2 separate regions of the Mus musculus genome follow, and region 2 is linked to region 1. A link is a contact called in public Hi-C data. All regions are on one chromosome and are shown on one strand. Each heading gives the region's core, a stretch centred on a gene start, on an enhancer-like site or on the middle of the called end of the contact. The rest is flanking DNA. Distances are from core to core; before and after follow the strand shown. Region 1 has its middle 4.7 kb from the start of Gm47944. Region 2 holds the start of Ccdc105 (coiled-coil domain containing 105).

Region 1 (5,368 bases), core at 136-2,635:
ATAACCAAGCTACAATATATAGAATGACAGAGGTTAGGTCTAGAGTGAGGGACTATGGATTCAGATCTTATTAGCAAAGGGAAATAGAATATGTATGTATGGATGGGAAAACTGAAATGGGAAGCTAAAGCAGGTAAGGGGAGGGTAAAGGGTAAAAAAGGAGGGAGACAGATAAAATTAAGAGCCACTGGGTAATATGGAAACCTAATATAGTAGAAGCTTTCTAAAATATACACATATATAAAGGCAGCCTAAATGGAGTCATCAAATAATGGGGGAGACAGACTCTCAACTGGCCAGCTCTTGTCACAAATGAAACTTCTAGTACTGGGATTAGGTTATATCTAATCAAGTTGTTGGTCATAGTGGTCCATGGGAATCCCCAAACAACCTAGGCTGTTGCTGAGAAGATAAGTGGCTCTCCATAAACTAACAGCAAGGCCCCATAGCTGAAGACAACTCTGTGAACACGGAGGAGTCAAGCTGGTACCTATATAGAGCATTCTCCACAGTGTTCTAGATTCTCTAGTACAGGAAGGTACTCTGAATGCTACCAAAAGAGAAACATAAATACCAATCCAACCATGAACTCTTTGATCTACAATGGTATGCTAACATGTTCATGCAATGGTGGCACAAAGCTTGTAAGAGTAACTAACCAATGTCGATTTGACTTCAGCACAAGATGGAACCCAAACCTGACATGGTTTGAGTGACTAAGAACCTGAGGCTAGATAGCTCAGGAACTTAGGGTAAAGCCAAATACTACTTTTTTAATGTAGCAATAAAATGACTCCTAATAACATTCTGCTATACTCACAGATCAGTGCCTTGCTCAGCCATCATCAGAGAAGCTTTCTCCTGCAGCAGAGAGGAAAAAATACAGAGACCCACAGACAGACTTTATGCAGAATAAGAGACCTTTGAACACTCAACTCTAAATGGATTCAGGAGCTCAGGCAGTTCTCATGATTGAGAATGGTAGGCATTTAAATCTACTCCCAGCAGGTTCCTGTCCGGGAACACATGACCATGACATTCCATGGAGAGAACTGTGTCAGTCAGTCATGTAGGTGCAACACCTACAGCCCCTCCACATGCAGATGAGGCATCCCTAACATCTCAGACCAAGCCAATAGAAAGCATCCACCTTTAGCCCCCAGCCCACCTCAAAAGTTTTATAAGATCTTATCCACAAGGAATAAAGTGCACAAGTTATTTCATCAAAGATCATCTGAGCGTGCCTGTCTCGTCGAGCTGTAACACTCCAGGGAAGAGCAATCTCTCCCAAAGCTTTGCTATGGAAGCTGCTGTGGACTCTGCCACAGCCACTTCCTGCTTGGTGTCCCACACACACACACCTTGACTCCTAGCTGCCCACTGCTGGCTACTGTGTCCTGCTGCGGCCTGCCACCAACTCCAGGGAAGCTGCAGCCCAGCCACCGGAAAGGACCAGCAGCCCACCTTGCTCGGGCTCCCCCTTGGAGAGAACTGCAACTCTTTGATGGCTCCAGTGGGGCCAAAGCCCATAAGATCCCCACAGATAGTGCCCAGTATGCAGATATCAAATGGCACTAAAAGATGGCACTATGCCATACCCACTCCACTTGAGTGACAGGCTCAAAAGCTTGGATGCAGTCCCAAAGTGAAAAGTTCATGGAAACTTAGTCTCCTGGAACCATGGCATCCTGTAATAACGAATGCTCCAATGTCCTTGCTTTAGTTGGTAAACGGATCTGTGTGCTTTCTTTCAATATTGTTTTATTATGAGTGCCTTTAAGGATTGATTTTGACATATAGCTAAGTTAGATTAGCCTCCACCAGTATTCCAATGTCCTAGGCAGTCCTTGAGCCAACCCTGGGCTTGGAATTCAGTAAGAATGTTACCTATTCAGTAACATTCAGAATTACCTCTAGTATCGTAGGGGAGACAGTGGAAGAAATCAGGCATTACAATTTACTTGAATAGAGCTAGAAATCTCAGGGCTAGTCTACATAGTAAATACTTAGAACAATAGCCGAGTCACTCCCATACACAGGAATTTACAATGGCCTAGCAAGAAGGTGGGTTGTGGTTTTAGGAGGAACTGAAGTATTATTCATGAAAGAGTTAGTAGAACGGAATTCCCCTGGTGCATGTTTTTCACTAGGCCCAGAGGAATAGCATAATCAGGTATTTACTAAAGGACCCCTGGTGGTGGGTTTAACAATAAACTAGCATTGCATCAGAGCACTCACCTGGCTCCTGTGATTAAGCTGATCTTAGGTGGCCTGCTTTTGATCCCAGTTGTCAACATTGATTTTTATCCCAATTGGCTCCTTTTAGCTTTTTGTATACATTCCTCTGTTTTGTGTAAAAGTCGCTTATAAGTCTGCTTGCTTTGTGACAAATTACATTCAGATACAACACTCCCTTGTGTCCATGTCTGTTTGTCATCCTTTTTGCCAACTCCCTGCCCACCTGTACCGGAACCCTGATTTTTCCTGCGGATTGAGGGGGCCCAACTGAGGCCGGTTGTGTCTGGTCCACAGCAACACTAGAATCTAGAAACTCTCCCATGCTCATGGACTAGCAGAATTAGTAACATGAAAAGACCTGTATTGACTAATGCCATGTACAAAATCAATACAATTACCATCAAAATTGCAAAGATATATCTACCAACCAAAAGAAAATCCTAAAGTTCATATGGAAACATGAATAAAAGGCTAAAAACAGACACAGATATCCTGAGCAGAAAGACAATGTTGGAGGTATTACAATATCTGATCTTAAATTATACTGTCGTGCCATAGTGACAAGACAGCATGATCCTGACACAAAGCAAGATAGATGCCAAGCAATGGGACAGAGCAGTGGGTCAGACACAAACCCACACAAACACACCTGATGTTTGGCACAGATGTCCCTCGAAAAAGACTTTCTTAAATGGTCCTGGGCTGGGCATAGTGGCACAAACCTTTAGTACCAGAACTTAGGAAACAGAGGCAAGAGGATCACTGTGAGCTTAAGACTGGCAAGTTGAGTCATAGAAAGTTCTAGGACAGCCAAAACTACAAACCCTGGCTCAAAACAAAAATTAAAAATAAAAATAAAATAAATGGCAACAGGAAGAATGGATATCCTTATGCCAAAAATATGAAACTAGATCCATATTTCTTATCTTGCACAATTAACACTGTATCAAAGATCTCAAAGTAAAACCTGACCCTCTAAGCATAAACTTTAAAACCACTAGGGAAAATACTTTCAGATACAAGCATAAGCAGGGACATTCTGAAAAGGATGCCAACAACACAAGACATAGTTCCAAGAGCTGGATTGCATAAAATTAAAAAGCCTCTACACAGCAAAGACAACCTCCACCAGAACAAAGAGACAGTCTATATAGTGGAAAATATTTTACCAACTCTGCATCAGCTGATGGATTCATAACTGAAATATACAAAGAGCTGCATGGTTCAGGCAGGCAGGAGGCTCAGTGGACAAAAGCATGTGCTTCAAGCTGGGTGGCCTAAGTGTGATCCCTAGAATCCACAGGATGGAAGGACAGAATCAAAAGTTGCTCTCTGGCCTCCACAAGCACCATGGCACATGTGTATACACACACACATACATACACACACATACAAACATACCATATACATACACACATACACACACATACATACACATGCACACATATATACACACACATACACACACACACATACACACATACACACACACACCATATATACACTAAAAAAATTTTTCATTGAAATTTTTTTGAAAAATTGCAGAATTAAGCACCAAAAATCATATAACCTATAAATGGGCTAATGAACAGAATAGACAAGTTTCAAAAAGAGAAAATCAAATACTCAATATATACTTGAAAAAGAGTTCAGCCTTCTTCTTTCTTTTTTATTGGTTATTTTATTTATTTACATTTCAAGTTATTCCCCTTCCCAGTTTCTTCTCTACAAACCCCCTATCCTATCCCCCATGCCCCCTGCTTCTATGAGGGTGCTCCCCCTCCCACCCACTCACTCCCACATCACTGCCCTAGCATTCCCCTATGCTGGAGCATCGAGCCTCCACAGAACCAAGGGCCCCCCTCACACTGATGCCAGACAAGGCCATTCTCTGATACATATGCAGTTGGAGCCCTAGGTCCCTCTTTGGTTGGTGGTTTAGTCCCTGGGAGCTCTGGGAGGTCTGGTTGCTGCTTTGAAATGCCATCTTACCCTGGTCAGAACAATTGTCTCCAAGACAACCACTGTCACAAATATAGGCAAGGATGTAGGGAAAGAAGAATTCTCAACACTAGCAGTGGGAACTGAATCTAGTGTAGCCACCATAGAAATCAATATACAGTTTCACAGTTGTACCCTCCATGGGGCATATATCTTGGAGACTTAACACATACACACACACACACAAATAACACAAAGATACTTGTTTATTGCTACTTTATTCACAATAGCAAGAAAATGGAACCAGACTAAATGCCCACAAAAAATGAATGGATAAAAAAAAAAACTAGCAATGTACATAATGGAATTTTATTCAGCCATAAGGAAAATTGAAATCATTGCACATACAGAAAAATGCATGGAAGTAGAGATCATTGCCTTAAGTGAAATAAGCCAGATTCAGGAAACTGACTCTGGGGCTGGAGAGATGGCTCAGTGGTTAAGAGCACTGGCTGCTTTTCCAGCGGACCTGGGATCCCAGCACCCACTGGACTGCACACAACTGTCTATCACTGTTGAAACAGGAGAACCAGTGCAACTCTTCTGGCTTTGTTGGGTGCCAAACACACGCTTGGTGCACAGACATCTATGCAAGCATAAGACTCATACACATTTTTAAAATAATAGTTTTAAATAAAATTTTGAGAAATACAAGTATATTTTTTTTTCATGAGTGGTTCCTAGATTTAAATTGATACAAGTGTTCATACAGAGGGATCTGTGCTATGGTGAGACTAGAAATGGGACCATGAGATGGGAGAAAAGATCCCTTATCTTTGCTCTGTGTGTGTGTGTGTGTGTGTGTGTGTGTGTGTGTGTGTGTGTGCGCGCGTGTGCGCGCACACATTCAAGGAAATGTACGTTTGGGGTGTGGTAAACATAAGAATGGAGAACATGTGACTTAAAAGCAGAAGAACACTGTTTGGAGAAGAAAGGGACCAGCAAGATGGAGCTAAGGGGTTGGAGTGGAAATGGGGGAGGAGGATGAATATTGAACAAAGTTTAGCAACACATATGTATGAAATGCCTCTAAGAAATCCACTATAAGAGGGGCAGATCTGGGAGAGAGGGGAGGTGGGAAGGAGGGACTGGGAGGAGAAGAGGAAGGGGAAACTGGAGTCAGTATAAT
Region 2 (4,992 bases), core at 1,267-3,766, 230 kb before region 1:
CATTCCAATATCACGCCCCCATCTTCTCCCAGTCCCCCCCCCCCAAAACTCCTCCCCCAATCCCCTCCGCTTCTCCTCTAAGAAGGAAGAGTGGCCCCCTGGGTATCACAACCACCTACCTCCCACTTACCCCTCCCACTCCTTCACTCCCCACCCTACTCCCTAACCCCTCCCACCCACCCATCCACCCCAGCACATCAGTCACAGAAGGACTAGGCATATTCTCTCACTGAGGCCAGATAAGGCAGCCCAGGTAGGGGAATAGGATTCACAGGCAGACAACAAATACAGGAACAGTCCCTGCTCCAATTTGGGGGGTGGGGGAGACCTGTATGAAGACCAAGCTGTACATCTGCTACATATGTGTGGGAGACGTAGGTCCAGTCCATGCTTGCTCTTTGGTTTGTGGTTCAGTCTCTGGGATCCTCTAAGGGTCCAGGTTAATTGACTCTGTTGGTCTTCCTCTGGAGTTCCTGTCCTCTCAGCTCCCTCAATCCTTCCCCCAACTCTTTCACAAGACTCCCCAAGCTCCATCTAATGTTTGGCTATGGGTCTCTGAGTGTTTCCATTGGCTACTGGGTGGAACCTCTCAGAGGAGAGTTATGTGAGGCTCCTGTCTGCAAGCATAACAAAGCATCATAAATAGTGTCAGAGATTGATGCTTTCCCATGGGGTGGGTCTCAATTTGTGCCAGGCATTGGTTGGCCATTCCCTCTGTCTCCGCTCTATCTTTGCCCTGTGCATTTTGTAGGCAGGACACATTTTAGGTAGAAGGTTTTGTGAGTGGATTGTTGTCCTTGTTCCTCAACTGTGATTCCTGCCTGACTACAGGAAGTGGCCATTTCCAGATCAATATCTCCCCCCTTGATGGGAGTTCCAACTAGAGTCATCACTGTAGCCACCTTGGAGTCTCCCTCAGTCCCAGGCCTCTGACAAGTCCTAGAGACGCCCCTCAAGCATCCACAGATGATTTCTGTTCTCTCCCCTGCTCTCCCTACACCTGATCTCCACCCCACTACCCTTCTCCACTCCCTCTCACCCAGTTCCCTCCATCCATCCACTTCTGATATCTATTTTATTTCCTATTCTGAAAAAGACTCAAGGCTTTGGTTGTTTTTCTTTGAGTCTCCGGTTGTTGATTTTTGTTGTTTAAAGCATTGGCTTGGGCCTTTTTCTTTTTTTATTTTGTAACTGTCATCTAAGAGACCATCTTTTTAGTTTTGGTAGCTTGCACTAAAAACCCTGTGCAATAGGAGAGTAAAGCTCACTGTGGTCATAGTAGAGAAAGACTCCTTTAAGATATATAAGCTGGGTTCTGAAGATCGAAATGAAGTAAACCACGAAGTCAGCAAAGGAAAATTCTATGAGAAGAAAAGAGTTCTCAATTTTGAGGTAAGAAAGAACTTAGACTGTCCTAAGAGCTGGAGAGTATTACATATTTTAATCTTTTTTACTCTATTTTAAGTGGAATTGCATTGTTTTGGTTTGTTTGTTTAAGGTGCATAAAACCTCAGGTGTCTGTCTTTAGCTAGCTCTTCCACCATTTTTGAGACAGGATCTCTCACTCCCCAGGAGGTGGCCAGGTCAACTAGTGGCCAGCCAGCCCCAGAAATCCTCATTTTAGCATACCCAGTGCTGAGATTACAATCTCACCACCGGGTCAGCCTGGCATGTTTTCATGTAGGTTCTGGAAATCAAATTCAGATGTTGTATTGTAAGGCAAGCACTTTACCAGCTGAGCCATCTTCCCAGCTTCAGAAATTGTAGTCTTTTTTTCATTTATATATTTTTATTATTTAATTCTGTGTATGGGGGGGGGGGTGATCTGTCCACATGAATGCAGTGCCCACAGAGGTCCGAGGTGTCAGATTCCCCTAGGTGTCAGTCAGTTGTAAACCATCTGATGTGGGTGATAGGAATTGAACTCAAGTTCTCAGAAGAGCTATATGTGCTCTTAACCTTACTGAGCCATCTCTCCTGCCCAGGAATTGTATTAATTCAGGTTGCTGTTGTTTGTTGGGGTTTTTTCTGGTTTTGTTGTTGTTTGTTTTTTGGGTTTTGTTTTGTTTTGTTGATTGTTCATTTCAGGAGTATAAAAACATAATTGGGAGCCAACAAGATGGCTCAGTATGATTCCGGGACCCCTCATGATGAACGAATTACTGCACAATGCCTCTCACCAGTACATACACCCTGTGGTGGTGTACACACACAAATATATGTATATGGTATTCATGTATACTTCAAAACTACTAATATTAGTACTAGTTTGTGAATTCCTTAGGATTTTCCAAATGCAAGGCTGTGTTATCTACTAGTAGATATAGGTTGGTTGACACATTTCCAAAATCAAGAGAAACAATGAGAGAGGAACTCCATAAAAGCGGCTCCCTCAAGGAATACAGTCTGAATTTCCAGGCCTAGTTCTCCATTTTGCCTTTCCCATCCCCCGCCCCTGGAACGCAATCTCCATGGTTGTCCTGGTTGCCACGGTGAGGGGAGCTCTGGGAGCACGCATTCTAGCCACCAGTAAAGAGTGGTGTGTGGTTAGGGCTGGGTGGACCCCTGTCCATTCTCCGAGGAGATCGCGGGCACTAAATAAGGAACCATGCCTGTGTTGCTCCCTTCCACCGACCCGGGCCAGGACTCGCGCGTTGGGGCTCCAGAATGGCGCCAGGCGGCCAAGGCCACGTCTCGCAAGGCACACCTTCTGACCGATCGCTGTGGGCAGGAGGCGGTGACCATGTGGCAGCCCAAGGACAGTGTACTGGACCCGAACGTGGCACACCACCTGGGCCGCGCCGCCTACATGGAACCCTGGCGCTTTCGGGTAGAGATGCTCAAAGGGGGCGGCACCCTGGAAAAGCCACCGCCCGGAGAAGGCGTCACCCTATGGAAAGGGAAGATGAAGCCCCCGGCCTGGTACGCGCGCCTACCGCTGCCTATGCACCGCGACGCGCGTGCCCAGCAAACCGCCGAGGTGGTGCACGCGCACGCACGCGGGGCGCGCCTCACCGCCGCCCGCCTGGGCCGCGCACAGCACCAGATCAATGGGCAGCTGCGGCTGCTGCTGCGCCAGCGCGAGGCCACTGACCGCAGGCTCAGCGAGGTGCGCAAGGGCCTGCTCATCAATCAGCAGAGCGTCAAGTTGCGGGGCTACCGACCTAAGTGTGAGAAGGTGCGACCCTCCCCGCCACCACACCAGAGACAGAGGTTGATGCTTCCTTCTTCAGACAGACAACACACCCTATTCTCCATCTCCAGCGAGGACACCCGCAAAATAGGGTGGCTACACCTCCAAGTTCCAAAGCCTGAGTTTCCCAAAAATTGTTACTGAAATTGAGGTCACAATCTGTGCCTCCAAGAAACCAGGTTCGGCCACCCGTCCTCTATACACCAAGTAGAACAGAAAAATTAATAGTAAAAAGCAGATAGGGTATTTAACCAATGAGAGCACTTCTCGAAGAAGGGCAAAAATATCCCTCCAGTAACCCTCTGCTGTCCATTTTCGTTGTTCTGAGAGATTAAAGTTTAAAGAGGGAGCCACACTACCCACATCTAAGCCGTTCGAGTTAAGGCGTGGCCCTGCCCATCGCTGACCTTTTGTCTAGGCTCAGTCTCTTTCGACCAAGGGTCTGGTTAGCTGTCAGTACAATGTGAAATCCCTTCTGGGATGAGAGTTTCTCCTCCACCTGGTACCAGGCCTTTTCCTTTCCCCAGGAGGAGATATCTGGGGTGAATTCCAGTTTCTTGGGGGTCTGTTAATAGTTAGATTGAAGGACTTACGTGTCTCTTTAGAATATCTTCGTTCCTGTCAGGGAACTTCCAAAAGAACAGCCCAGGTGCCTTTCCCCAATAGAAAAACTGTTTCAAATCTAAGCTATGAGGGTAGACCCCTCTCCTCGCCCCACCTCCCGCCCACCTCCCCCATCCCCACCGCAGCCCCAAGTCACACTGTATAAAAATCTTCCCAAAGAGGGAAATTCGAATCTCCAAGTTCGAATATCACATCACATCTACTCCTGCTCCAAAAAGTTCACCAGACCCACAGATTCTGCTTTGGCCAAGAGGCCATAATGCCCCAAATTCTTTCTTTTTCTTTTTCTCTTTCTTTTTCTTTTTCTTTTTCCTTTTCTTTTTCTTTTTCTTCTTCTCTTTTTCTTTTTTTGTTTCTTTGTTTTTTGTTTTTTGTTTTTCGAGACAGGGTTTCTCTGTGTAGCCCTGGCTGTCCTAGAACTCACTCTGTAGACTAGGCTGGCCTTGAACTCAGAAATCCGCCTGCATCTGCCTCCCAAGTGCTGGGATTAAAGGTGTGTGCCACCACTGCCCTGCTGATGCCCCAATTTTAAGGGAGAAACACCCTCAGACCTGGTTAAGGTCTTGAGTGCCAAGGGCACTTGATGATTTCCCAGGTCTCAAACCAAAAGAATCCACACAAAACAAAAGATAAAAGCCATCCCTGAGCTGGAGAGAGGGCTCAGTGAGTAAGAACCCTTGCTGTGTGAACGTGAGGACTTTAATTTGAAGCCTCTGAATCCACAAAAATGCCAGAAACTATGCCTTTGTACTGAGAGCGCCTTTAGCCCCATCACTAAGGACTGGAGACAGGTGATATCCCCGGAGTTCACTGGGCAAGCTGCCTTGCCCAAACAGCAAACTTTAAAATATCAGCAAACAGCTCCCTCAGCCAGTCATAGGCACACCTCCTGGAAAGATCAATTCTTCTCAGAGAGACACTTCCACTCTCCCACACATTCACCCCATCCCCCATCCCACCCATGCCTCCCCCAAAGGAACAAAACTACTCCAGCTGCAAGCTCCACAGTTCACAAAGATGTGGGAGTCCTCTCTACTCAAAAGTATGAAATCTCCCTCCAGCCTTCTCTTGAGAGTAATTCTTCCCCCCCCCCCCCACACCTTTTTTTTTTTTTTTCCAGATCCCAGACAAGGCTGACAGCTTGCTTGTCTGGGAGAAAAAGGAACTGAAGTCCA

Evidence for each region. A called contact is a pair of places that touch in the nucleus more often than the background predicts.
Region 2: a contact with region 1 is called in a Hi-C map of uterus, with 2.4 times the contacts expected there. The contact joins the promoter of Ccdc105 here to the enhancer-like site in region 1. A contact is called at or near these places in 12 of 39 promoter capture datasets (the 3T3-L1 cell line, 3T3-L1-derived adipocytes, the C10 cell line and 6 more), 5 of 15 datasets of contacts at CTCF or cohesin (embryonic stem cells, large pre-B cells, pro-B cells and 1 more), 52 of 484 Hi-C or Micro-C datasets (the AML12 cell line, B cells, the C2C12 cell line and 19 more), 12 of 115 datasets of contacts at active chromatin or transcription factors (embryonic stem cells, stem cell-derived epiblast-like cells and stem cell-derived neural progenitor cells) and 3 of 9 other capture datasets (embryonic stem cells, liver and pancreatic islet).

What each region holds. Positions count from the first base shown.
Region 1 is chr10:78,521,963-78,527,330 of GRCm38.p6, reverse strand. No RefSeq gene overlaps it. Among named protein-coding and RNA genes, the nearest start is that of Gm47944, 4.7 kb to the right of the region's middle. Within about 2 kb of position 1,385, at least 7 of the 459 cell types and tissues checked have an H3K27ac peak or open chromatin away from gene starts, as enhancers often do. A contact at or near this core is called in uterus, where this site is marked.
Region 2 is chr10:78,750,591-78,755,582 of GRCm38.p6, reverse strand. It overlaps Ccdc105 (coiled-coil domain containing 105), which reads left to right and starts at 2,516. Exons shown (of 7, transcript NM_027630.1): 1 at 2,516-3,178; 2 at 4,938-4,992. The coding sequence starts at 2,609. All of the region lies in intron 1 of Gm30400 (predicted gene, 30400), which reads right to left.